Linked DNA regions of Capra hircus: region 1 is linked to region 2. A link is a contact called in public Hi-C data. All regions are on one chromosome and are shown on one strand. Each heading gives the region's core, a stretch centred on a gene start, on an enhancer-like site or on the middle of the called end of the contact. The rest is flanking DNA. Distances are from core to core; before and after follow the strand shown.

What was found. Hi-C and Micro-C count contacts between places; a contact is called where the count stands out from the background.
Region 1: a contact with region 2 is called in a Hi-C map of liver, with 5 times the contacts expected there. The contact joins the enhancer-like site here to the promoter of LOC102172995 in region 2. A contact is called at or near these places in 2 of 5 Hi-C or Micro-C datasets (blood and liver).

The regions. Positions count from the first base shown.
Region 1 is chr18:3,150,950-3,156,727 of ARS1.2, reverse strand. LOC106503078 (pyruvate dehydrogenase phosphatase regulatory subunit, mitochondrial) reads left to right here. Exons shown (of 19, transcript XM_018061698.1): 3 at 4,897-5,184. The coding sequence starts at 4,961. Among named protein-coding and RNA genes, the nearest start is that of TRNAG-GCC, 88 kb to the right of the region's middle. Within about 2 kb of position 3,992, at least 1 of the 5 cell types and tissues checked has an H3K27ac peak or open chromatin away from gene starts, as enhancers often do.
Region 2 is chr18:3,107,607-3,113,553 of ARS1.2, reverse strand. It overlaps LOC102172995 (pyruvate dehydrogenase phosphatase regulatory subunit, mitochondrial-like), which reads right to left and starts at 2,580. Exons shown (of 4, transcript XM_013962388.2): 1 at 2,034-2,580; 2 at 1,779-1,942; 3 at 873-994; 4 at 1-137. The coding sequence starts at 1,854.

The DNA.
Region 1 (5,778 bases), core at 2,743-5,242, 42 kb before region 2:
GAGATTTCTCAGTGTTGCTTCATGAGAGGTAAAACCTCCCTGTGAAACTGCGGATCTAATGGCCAGCCCTACCTCCACTGAGATCATTCCTAGTGCTCTCTGGGTACAGTGTGAGCCAGAGTGGTCCTGTTGCAGATGAAAATCCCACTCACCTTGTAGTCCCTACACTATGTGTTCCTTTAAAGTGAACTTTATCAGTGCATTTATAGTCTGTAGCCTGGCTGGAAAAGCACAGGGCCAGAGTTCTGTAATGTGGTGGTTTGGGTGTCTGCAGAGGACGGGATGCAGATCTGAATGTCCATCTCAGAGTTGTTAGTTGGAGACATCCTTGAAGGACGTTGTTAAGTGGAGACATCCTTGAAGGACGTAACTGTTGTTGTAACTTTAAACAATGAGGGAACAACAGACCGTTATGTTGATAATGAAGTGAGTAAAGCTCGACAACATTGAACAAGATGTTCATGTAAGATCCTGCTGAGTGTAGTAGCAAGAATGGCTATTAACAATCTAACCCATTGCACCATTTAACTTGTCTGATGATGCTTTTTTTTAAAATATATAATTGAATTTACTTATTGTTAATTGAAGAATAATCGGCTTTACAGTGTTGTGTTGGTTTCTGCCAAACATCAACATGATTCAGCCATAGATAGACCTGTGTCCCCTCCATCATTTATTTATGTGAGTGTGTGGCACTGTCAGCTGCAGCATGGGGATCTTCAGATCTTCACTGTCATGTGGGATCTTAGTTCCCCAGTCAGGGATCAAACCACGCCTCCTGCGTTGCAAGGTGGATTCTTAACCACTGGGCCAGCAGGGAAGTCCTGATGCTGCCTGTCTTTTGAATAGGTATCTCAGCTCTTCCACTGGCTTTACAGGCGTTGTTCTTCTCTTGTGACCTGTGGCGTTTCTGGAGGTAAAAGCTTTAGTCTGGACAAGTGTACCCAGCTAAGAGATCCCTTGCTCTTTGCCAGCAGTGGGAGTGGTTCAGATTACTTTATAGGTGCCTCTCCATATTGGCATTAGTTGGTCTTCAGAGAACCTTTCTTATCAGGGTTTTGGGTTTTGTTTTTGGGTTTTTTTTGTAATTTTTATTTGTTTACTTTTGGCTACACTGGGTCTTTGTTGCATTGGGCGGGCTTTCTCTAGTTGCAGCTGGCGGAGGCTCTCTTGTTTTCGGTGTGTGAGCTTCTCACGGCTGTGGCTTCTCTTGTTGAGGAGTACAGGCTCTAGGCCAACGGGCTCAGTACTCGTGGCTTGTGGGCTTAGAGCTTGGGCTCAGTAGCTGTGGCACACAGGCTTAGCTGCTCTGCAGCATGGGAAATCTTCCCGGACCAGGGATCCAACCTGTGTCCCCTGCATTGGCAGGCAGATTCTTTTTTTTTTTTTTTTTCATTTTTTATTTTATTAGTTTTGGCAGGTGGATTTTTAACCACTAGACCACTAGGGAAGCCCTGGTCACTTTATTTTTTAAGTGATTAAAATTTTTAAAATTTTCCTTTTATTGGAGTATAGTTAAATTATAATGCTGTGTTAGTTTCAGGTGTACAGAAAGTGGGTCTGATATAGAAATCTCTGTTCCTTTTCAGATTTTTTTCCCAAATAGGTTATACAGAAGATCGAGTAGAATTTCCTGTGCTATATGCTCGGTCCTCATCAGCTTTATGTAATAGTGTGTGTTTATCCCACCACCCCATATTCCCCCTTTAGTCACCATAAATTTGATTTCTAGATCTGTGAGTCTGTGTTTTGTAAAAAGTTCACTTGTGTGGTTTTCGTTTGTTAGTTGTGTTTATTTTGGCTGTGCTGGATCCTCACTGCTGTGTAGACTTTGCTCTGGTTGCGGTGAGCAGGGCCTGCTCTCTAGGTGGGGTGCTCAGGATGCTCGCTTCGTGGCCTCTCTTGTTACGGAGCTCGTGTTCTAGGGCGCTTGGGTTCAGTACCTGCGGCGTGTGGGCGCAGGAGTTGCGCCTCCTGGGCTCTCGCACACAAGCTCAGTAGTTGTGGTGCCTGGGCTTAGTTGCTCTGAGGCATCAGGGATCTTCCTGGATCTGGGATTGAACCCTTGTCTCCTGTATTAGAGGGAAGACTCTTTCCCACTGAGCCCCCAGGGAAGCCCTATGTCATTTTTATATTGAATTCCGTGTGTGAGTGCTATCACATGGTCTCTGTCTCTCTCTGTGGGGCTGGCTCCACTTGGTGTGGTAATCGCGAGGCCCTTCCGTGCTGCTGCAGATGGCCTTGTTCTGTTCCTGTTAGTGGCTGAGGAGTATCCCACTGTATATGGACTGCTGTACACGCCCCTGGTATATGTAGCATATGTACTGCACCGTCTTCATCCTTTCCTCCATCAGTGGACATTTAGCTCCCTTCCATGTCTTGGCTGTGGTAGATGGCTCCAGGGACCATTGGAGGGCGTGTATCTTAGTGAATCAGTTTCTCTGGTATATGTCCGGTGGTGGGATTGCTGGATCATACGGTAATTCTATATTTAGTTTTTTTAAGGCACCTCCATATTGTTCTCCATAGTGGTTGTACCAATTTGTGTTCCCACCAACAGTGAAAGAGGGTTCCCTTTTTCTCCACACCCTCTCCAGCTTTTGGAGTTTGTCAGTTTTTTGATGATAGCCCTTCTGACCAGTGAGAGGTGATACCTCACTATAGTTTTGATTTTAATTTCTCTAGTGATTAGTGATGCTGAGCGTCTTTTCTTGTGTGTTTTGGCCATCTGTCTGTCGTCTTTGGAGAAATGGTGAGGTTTTAAGGGAGAGAAATGAAGGATTAGAACTGGGGAGACGATGGGGCCTGTGGGAGGGGCTTACACTAGGACTCACTGTGTGGACAACTTTCCATCTTGAGGCAGAGTCTGACAGGGACCTGAGGCGCGGTGGGCCCCAAAGGATGGCTGGTCCCTGGGACAGGGTCTGTGCCTGCCTTGGGCACGGATCCGAGAGTCCCCCAACGGACGATGGTTCGGGCTGCTGGTGGCGCACGGGTGGGGGGCTGTCGTGGAGGAGGTGGGGGCTTGCCCGCCGCGGGCCGCCCTGACGTCTGCTCGGCGCCCCCTCTGCTCCTAAGGCCGCCTCTTCCTGTGCGTCTGTGACTCTGGTCTGCCCGCAGCTCTGCCTGCAGTTGCCTGAAGCTTGACGAGTTCTCCGTTCTGTTTTCGCATCAATTTTGTTAGAACCCTGCCTTGGTCGTGTGCAGCCTGTGGTGCTGGAGCGAGGAGCAGAGTCTCCTGGGTCAGTTCCTGCCACTGCCCAGGGTTTATGGTCATGGCAGCCTCCAGGCGGGTCCCTCGGTGTCAAAGTGGGTTCTGGAACTTGCTAATCGATAGAAGTTCAGGCGCGGCTTTCTTGGGAGTCGTGCTGAGACATGAGCGCGAAAACCAACAGCAGGGGCCCTTGGTGGCTCCTGGGGAGGAGAGCAGGCTGCCCACCCTCTCGGTGCTGCTGTGCAGGGGGTCCAGTTCCTGCTTCTGCTCCGGGCACCTCAGAGATGGCAGTCTCACGCTTGGGCACCAGCTGCTCCGAGTTTCCCGGCGCTGCCTGCTGGGTCTCCGGCTGTTGACTCTGGAACCTTCCACTGTGCTCACAGACACCTCACAGCCTCTGCCATGTCTGATCCTTCTCAGGTTAAACGTGGTTGTTTAACCCTCAGACTTGGCCCTCCTCCTTATTTCTCCGTTTTTCCCATTTTAGCATCAGTTGTTGGCAGATAAGTTCTGTCAGCTCTGTTTCCCAAGCAATCCAGGTGTTGCTCTGGCTCCGCTGCGCCCATCCTCATCTGAGCCAGCCTGGCGTTTCCCTGAGCAGTGTGACAGTTTCCTGGCTCACCTCTGCTTTCCCTGTCCTCCTGGGAGCCTTCTGTGGAGCCAGCCTCACCCTGGGGACACGGAGCAGACCGTGTCATGCCCCTGCTTTAGTGTTTTCCTCTGCGCTTAGAGTAAGCCCCGCTGCTCGCGGGGATCCTGGAGCCCCCGCGTGGTTGGTCCCCGCCCCTCCAGCGCGGCCTCTCATGGTGATCTGGAGCCCCTGTGTGGTTGGTCTCTGCCCCTGCAGCGCAGCCTCTCGTGGGGATCCCGGAGCCCCCGTGTGGTTGGTCCCCGCCCCTCCAGCACAGCCTCTCCTGGTGAGCTGGAGCCCCCGTGTGGTTGGTCCCTGCCCTTCCAGCGCAGCCTCTCGTGGGGATCCTGGAGCCCCTGTGTGGTTGGTCCCTGCCCCTCCAGCGCGGCCTCTCCTGGTGATCTGGAGCCCCCGTGTGGTTGGTCCCCGCCCCTCCAGCGCGGCCTCTCCTGGTGATCTGGAGCCCCTGTGTGGTTGGTCCCTGCCCTTCCAGCGCAGCCTCTGGTGGGGATCCTGGAGCCCCTGTGTGGTTGGCCCCTGCCCCTCCAGCGCGGCCTTTCCTGGTGAGCTGGAGCCCCCGTGTGTTTGGTCCCTGCCCCTCCAACGCGCCCTCAGGTGGCCCCCTCTTACGTGCTGTGCACACACTGTCCCCTCTTCTGTGCTGACTCCTCAAGCTCTGCCTCTCCAGGCCTTCGCACACGCTGCTTCTTTCCGACCTCACGTGGCTGGTTCTTTGTCATGCAGGTCTTTTCAAATGTCTCCTCTCTGACCACTGTATTTTGAGGCTGCCCCCAGCGACCCTGTCCTGTTAGCTCTGTTGCTTATGTTGTTCATATATTGGCTGCTTGTCTGTCTGTCTCAGATATAAGTTGTGTAAAGGCAGGGACCTCCTCGTTTGTCTTCACCGCTGTTAAACTGGCAGCGTGTCTGGAACTCAGGAAGTCCTGAAACGTTGGCTGAGTGAACAATCAGCGTTCTGGGTTTCAGGCTTTTCTCGTTAACCCTGTGCTCTGAGTACAGCAGAATGACACACTTGGTTTCTTCTGTCTAGTGTCAATTCCTGGGATCTGCTGCGTGGCTGAGCGAGAGCACGGCCCCCGTTGCTGACAGACGTGATGCTGCACCGGTTGCTGGCGGTGGTCCGAGGACCGGGAAGCCGCCGAGGATGGCAGAAGGGCTCCCCGGCCAGAGGCAGCGCGTCAGCGGCCGCGGCGCCCCCCGTGGCCCTGCCCGCCCAGGCGCAGGTGGTCGTCTGCGGTGGTGGAATCATGGGCACGTCCGTGGCCTATCACCTCTCCAAGATGGGGTGGAAGGATGTTGTCCTTCTGGAGCAGGGCAGGTAGGACTCCTGCTGGCCATGGCTTGGGGCTCTGCTGCTCTCGGCTTCCCTCATCTCTGTCATCTCAGTAATGCCCATCCACCAATAGCTAATTTAAATGTCACTAAGTAGTATGAATAAATTACAAAAATGAAATCTTCAGGACTTCGTTTTGTGATGCCTAATATTCTGTTTTCTAGTTTTCAGAGATTGAGACGTAACAAGTAGATAAATGATGTATTTATTTCTGATTTAAAGTACATCTTGCTCTCTTTGTTGTATTAATTCAACAATAAATACTGTGACTCGGGTGCTTCTTCTGTGAGCTGAAATGAAACTGGCTATATTCTGTCTTACTTCTGTTCCTTTTCTTTGATTATTTTAGAAATAATCTAAATTACTTTAGATGTTCAGAACAGTTGCGGTGATAGTGTGGAGTTCCCGTATACCTCACGTCCATGTTCATCTGTTACCAGCATCTTCTGTCAGGATTAATGTTCCAGTTAATGAGCCACTACTGATACATTCGTTTAAACTAAAGTTGGGGCTTTATTTCCCCTAGTGTCCTTTTTCTGTTCCAGGCTTTTGTTCCCTGCCACAAATTGGACTTCATTC
Region 2 (5,947 bases), core at 1,331-3,830:
ACAAAGTGCAAGTCCTCACTTGGCGTGCTGCTCGGCAGCGGGGTCTCCCAGGGGCGAGTCAGAAGGTAGAAGTGTTCGCAGGCATGTAACGGGATGCTAACCGGCTCCTCGCTGCACAGACCCAGCTCGTACGCCCACTACAGACGCACAGAGGGAGGGGTGGGTGGAGAGGAACAGAAAGGCGCGTGAGCAAGGGCGGCCTCTTGAGACGAGTGTCACTGCGAGCGGCTCCTGGGCGCTCCCGCTCCCCATCAGCTGTGGGAAGCCGACTCCCAGCTTTAGTTCCTAACGTTTCAGAGGGGAGCAACACTGAACCGGCTGAGCCACGGAGTCTGCTTTCTGAGCAGAGAAGACAGAGCCACCAGCTCGGAAGGGGAGCCAGGCCCTTGGAACCCCAAACACCAACCACGAAGACCTCCACGTGGTGGAAAGCACTCCCGGCTGCCCCTAGGACCGTGGAGGGGGGCAAGGGACAGTCTGCCTTCTGGGCTGCAGGGTTTGGGGTCCTGACACGGGACCCACGCTCCCGACACAGGGGCACCCCAACGCTCGTCTGCTGGGCGGCGGGATGGCACGAACCACCACGCAGCCCGACCAGGGACCGAGCGCTGTCCGTGCTGACTCTCTGGGCCTCCCTGAGCGGGGCTGCCCCTCGGCCGGGGAGGAGGGGGACGGCGCCCGGCTTCCACACGAGGGGCGAGGGCGGGCTTCCCGTGTGGAGGGGGAGATTCCGAGTTTTCCCGGCCAAGAAGGAACAGTGTGTCCCGGACGCCTGCTTAGTCCATCAGAAAACTAGGCTTACCTCTGTACCCCAAATCCTGGAGACAAAGTTAAATAAGAAAGGCAGCGACCCAGTCTCGTCACTGACCTACCTGACCAGCACAGTTGACAAAATACTGGCACTGGATCTGTCCTTTGTCTGTCTCCACGCCGGTGACTTGACCTCTTTTGACCATAACATGAAGAATACTTGTCCGGTCATAGATCTGAACACCTGTCCCAAGGTAAACACAGAGTTGGGTTTTGTCACCTGCTGTCTCAGAGTCAGGCATTTGCAGCAGCTTCTCAAGAAACACTGAACAGACCAGGCCCATGCTTTACCTTTGGAATCCAAAACACTCCTAGAACCACATCCTGAGATGGTAGAAAGGGGCCTTTCCCAAGACTGAAAAGACCAGGCCAACTGAAAAAACCAACTGAAGCACATGATGAAATCTCAGGGATCCTGGGCCTTCCCTGGCGGTCCGGCAGTTCCGGTCCACGCTTCTACTGCAGGGGCCTGGGTTCCATCCCTGGCTGGGAATCAAAGGCCCACAAGGAGCATGGCGCAGCCAAACAAAAATCCAGGGATCCTTAAAGGGGCCGGAGAGAAACAGTGCCACAGGGCCGCCTCAATCCTGATCGACCCACACCACGAAGCAGTCCATCCAGGGCGGACACCACCACAGATGAGCCTTCCCCTCGTTCATTCCAACCCCAGGACATGACCCCAGCTGTGCATTAAACCCCCAAGGCACGTGCCAGCCTTGGAGCTTCTCAAGTCCTGTGGAGGGAGAAAGGCCCTTACACCTAGAACGCTCTAAGCAGGACTGAAGCCAGCGCCTAGGAGACTTCACAAGAAAAACGTGGCCCTGAGGGAAACTGCGCTGACAGGTACCGCGCTGAGACAAAAACTCCAGAGCCGCGAGCCGGAGTTCCACGCAGAGCTGTCTGGTGGCCCTGCCGCCGCTGGGCCGCTCTCCTGAGACCAGCCCTCTCCTCACCCCGCGCCCACTCACCGCTCTGGGAGGCGGCACTGGCCAGGGCGAGCGCCACGTCGGCGGAGGACACCACCGCGTCCTCGGGGACGTGCATGGCCCCCACCAGGTCGTGCACGTTGAGCAGAGGGTGCAGCTCGGCCACTTTCCTGGGGGAGACGATCTCGCAGGGGATGCCTACGACACTGGCACAGAACACAGGGGCACAATGACATTCCCCGGCCTCCGCAGAGGTCCGCTGACAGGAAGGCGGGACGGGCTCAGCCTCATACGTACTTCAGCCTCGAGCTGATGCGCTTCAGGGAGATGAGCCGGTCCTGAGTTTGGGCCAGAAAGATGGAGCCCGTCCTAGTGTAACCTGGAAGGAGAAGCAGCCCAAGCTCAGACAGACCGGGCCACCTGCGGGGCACAGCGGGAGCCCACCAGACTGCCAGGCGGGCGACCCGCAGGGAGTCCTGGACGGGCTCAGCTCACAGCTCTGCGAGGGACGTACCTGTGACCCCTCCCTCCTGCACCCCTTTGGGTAACCAGGCCCTTTTCTCCTCGGTCCTTGGTGGGCACGTAACCGTGGCGATGGCTGTCCTCAGCGCAGCCGCAGGCCTATGACCTGCGCTCAGCCGGTCTGACCTCCTGGGACACTGGGGCTTGAGCCAGGAGAGAAGGCGGAGGTCCCTCCTCTCATCTCAGGAGCAGCAGTGTCCTGGCCAGCCCACCCTCCTTCCAGCTGAGGGCCTGGGTCCTCACCACCCGGCTCCACCCTGCCTCCCGCTGGCAGCTGCCTCCTAGTCCACAGGCCCCAGTGGCCTTCCAGAAGCTCCTTGTTGCCCAGCTTAGCCCCGGGCGATTCCTGCTATTTGCGGTCGACATACTGGATGTGACCACTACGACACCTGAGTCAATGACAAGCCTCCCAGAGCGCAATGTCTTATCAGTTCTCATGAAAAAAAGCTTAAATCAGTCAGGTGTCTTTTTAAAAGGAAATATAGTCATGATGATTTAAGTATTTTCTTATTCCTTTGAAATCATCAGATAAATAAGGCCTTTGCTGACATGACAAGATTGTTAACTTAGGAGAGCTGAAATTTCAGAGCCTGTTTTTTATAAGTGGTAGATGTATCCTCAATATATTTTCTCCTTTCTCAATCTTACAATACACAGAAAGCAGAAATGTTCATACCCCTGTGAAAAATAAACTTGCTAAGTGCAGTCAATGTTTGTTCCATTTCCTTTCGTCTTTGACTAAAGGTAGACTCAAAACCTTCAGAAGGTTTTGGTATGGTCAGAAGTCCCTGGGTTTGTTCTTTTTTCCCTCTATAGTAAAGCTGTTATTCATCTGAAATGCAAGTAGGTTATTTCTGGCAGTGTTCCAGGGTAGGCTTCCCCCAGCCCTGGTGGTTTTGAGTAAGCAGAACGTTCACATCATTCTAAAAGTCAAAACTACACAAAGTCAAGCCAGAAAGATCAATACCCACCACACCCCAACCGTGTACCCCATTTCCCGCTCCCTCTGGGAGGTAACCAACCTCAGCACTTTCTGCTTCAGCCTTCCAATATTTTTTTTTTGCAAAAATAACTATACATTTGCATATTTTCTTATTTCTTCTTAGCTCTTACACAAATGTAGCACATTTTACAATACTTTTTAGCACCTCCTTTTTCTCATATAACAACGTATCCCAGAGATTACTTCATAGCAGTTCACAGACATTTTCCTCCTTCTTTTCACATCTACCTGATAGTCCTCTGTGTGGCTGTTCCACTTTATTTTATCAAAATCATATCAGTTCAGTTCAGTCACTCAGTCGTGCCCAACTCTTTTCGACCCCATGGACTGCAGCATGCCGGGCCTCCGTGTCCATCACCAACTTTGGGAGTTTACTCACACTCAGGTCCATTGAGTCAGTGATGCCATCCAGCCATCTCATCCTCTGTCGACCCCTTCTCCTCCTGCCTTCAAACTTTCCCAGCATCAGGGTCTTTTCAAATGAGTCGGTTCTTTATATCAGCTGGCCAAGGTATTGGAGTTTCAGCTTCAGTATCAGTCCTTCCAATGGACATTCAGGACTGATCTCCTTCTGATGGACTGGTTGGATCTCCTTGCAGTCCAAGGACTCTCAAGAGTCTTCTCCAGCATCACAGTTCAAAAGCATCAATTCTTTGCCGCTCAGCTTTCTTCAGAGTCCAACTCTCACATCCATACATGACCACTGGAAAAACCATAGCTTTGACTAGATGGACCTTTGTTGCCAAAGTAACGTCTCTGCTTTTTAATATGCTGTCTAGGTTGGTCATAGCTTTTCTTCCAAGGAGCAAGCATCTTTTAATTTCATGGCTGCAGTCACCATCTGCAGTGATTTTGGAGCCCCCCCCAAAAAATAAAATCTGTCACTGTTTCCATCATTTCCCTGTCTATTTGCCATGAAGTGATGGGACCAGATGCCATGATCTTCGTTTTGTGAACGTTGAGCTTTAAGCCAACTTTTTCACTCTCCTCTTTCATTTTCATCAAGAGGTTCTTTAGTTCTTCACTTTCTGCCTTAAGTGTGGTATCATCTGTACATCTGAGGTTATTGATATTTCTCCTGGCAATCTTGATTTGTTTGTGCTTCTTCCAGCCCAGCGTTTCTCATGGTGTACTCTGCATATAAGTTAAATAAGCAGGGTGACAATAGACAGCCTTGGTGTACTCCTTTCCCAATTTGGAACCAGTTTGTTGTTCTATGTCCAGTTCTAACTGTTGCTTCCTAACCTGCATACAGATTTCTCACGAGGCAGGTCAGGTGGTCTAGAATTCTGGGGATTCAAACCAGGTCTCCCACATGGCAAGCAGACGCTTTACCCTCTGAGCCACCAGGGAAGCCCCCCAATAATGTCTGGGTATCATTTAAATGTAATCTTACAGTTGCATTAATAGTGTTACAATAAGTAGTCTTGTATGTGTATATTTTTATAGAAGACATCTTAAATGGAAAAAAACAAGGTACATAATAAACATAAGATGCTTAATACCATCTCAGTTTTGGTTAGAAGAAAAAGTATACCTGCATACACATATAGGCTAACTTTTGGTGAGTATTCAGTGGGGAGAGTCACTTTTTATATTTCTGTATCATTCACATGTATTATAATGAGTATATAACTTATTACATGTGTTTTAAACTTTTAAGAAGTTCCATGTAACCCAAAGTAATTTTTAAAAATGGATTTCTCACTACATTGGTAAATTGGCTTAATCTACCTCCATCTAGATTTATCAACTGTAAAAAACTGATCCTTCCTTATTAGAGGATCAATATGCGGAAGACTTTCAAAAGGTTATTAAAACTTTTAGATTATCACATTCGGTCACTTGATAAAAGTTGTACCACGTAGAAAAAAAGCACTTCAGACACTAATTTTGCATACTGAAGACTCTCGAAGTGACCCAGCAACTCCAGGTAGAGAGCAGTTAACACACAGCTCATGTGAATAAACTATTTTCAGACGATTTGCTTATTATATGTTATCGTTAAATCTAGGCTGTACAGATGTCATTTATTTAACGTCTCAAGCAGTCCCCTGGACGACTGCGGTCATGGGAGTGCACACCCGTCCATCCTGCCCGACAGCAGACTCCTCCATCAGGGAAGCCCCCACGTCGTGTCTCACTGCGGCCCTGGCGGACGGCACCGGGGTGACACACTGAGGAGGTGCCCTTGCTCTCGGCTGCCTGACTTCCTCACCGCCCCACAGGCACCAGGGAGAGATCAGGCCCAACAGGGGGTTCTGGACGGTGACCCAGAACAAAGGCTAGACTCAGTTATCTTCCTGATGTCCCCATCCCTCTGGACTCTAATAGCGGAGGAGTGCCAGGCGCAGCAAAGCACGAGTCACTGAACCAAGGGACCAGGAGTCAGCAGTGGCCCCTCTGGGCCTGTAGTGGACCCTATTCGGACCCAAACCCTGGTTAATGCCTGATTCAAGGACCTTGTCGTTGAATCAAATCCAACCAAAAAGGACTATTTCCCAGCTCCCCTGCCTATAGCGGGCCCTGTCCCTTGTAAAAGCCAGAAACAGCACGGCAGCAGGAACTACATTCTCTATATTCACTCAAGAGCCTCTGCCTCTCGGAGGACACCTGGCCAAGGCAACACCAAAACCCGACTGAGGCTCCCACAGCGGCAGGAGCCAGGGTGAGGCCAGCCGGGTCG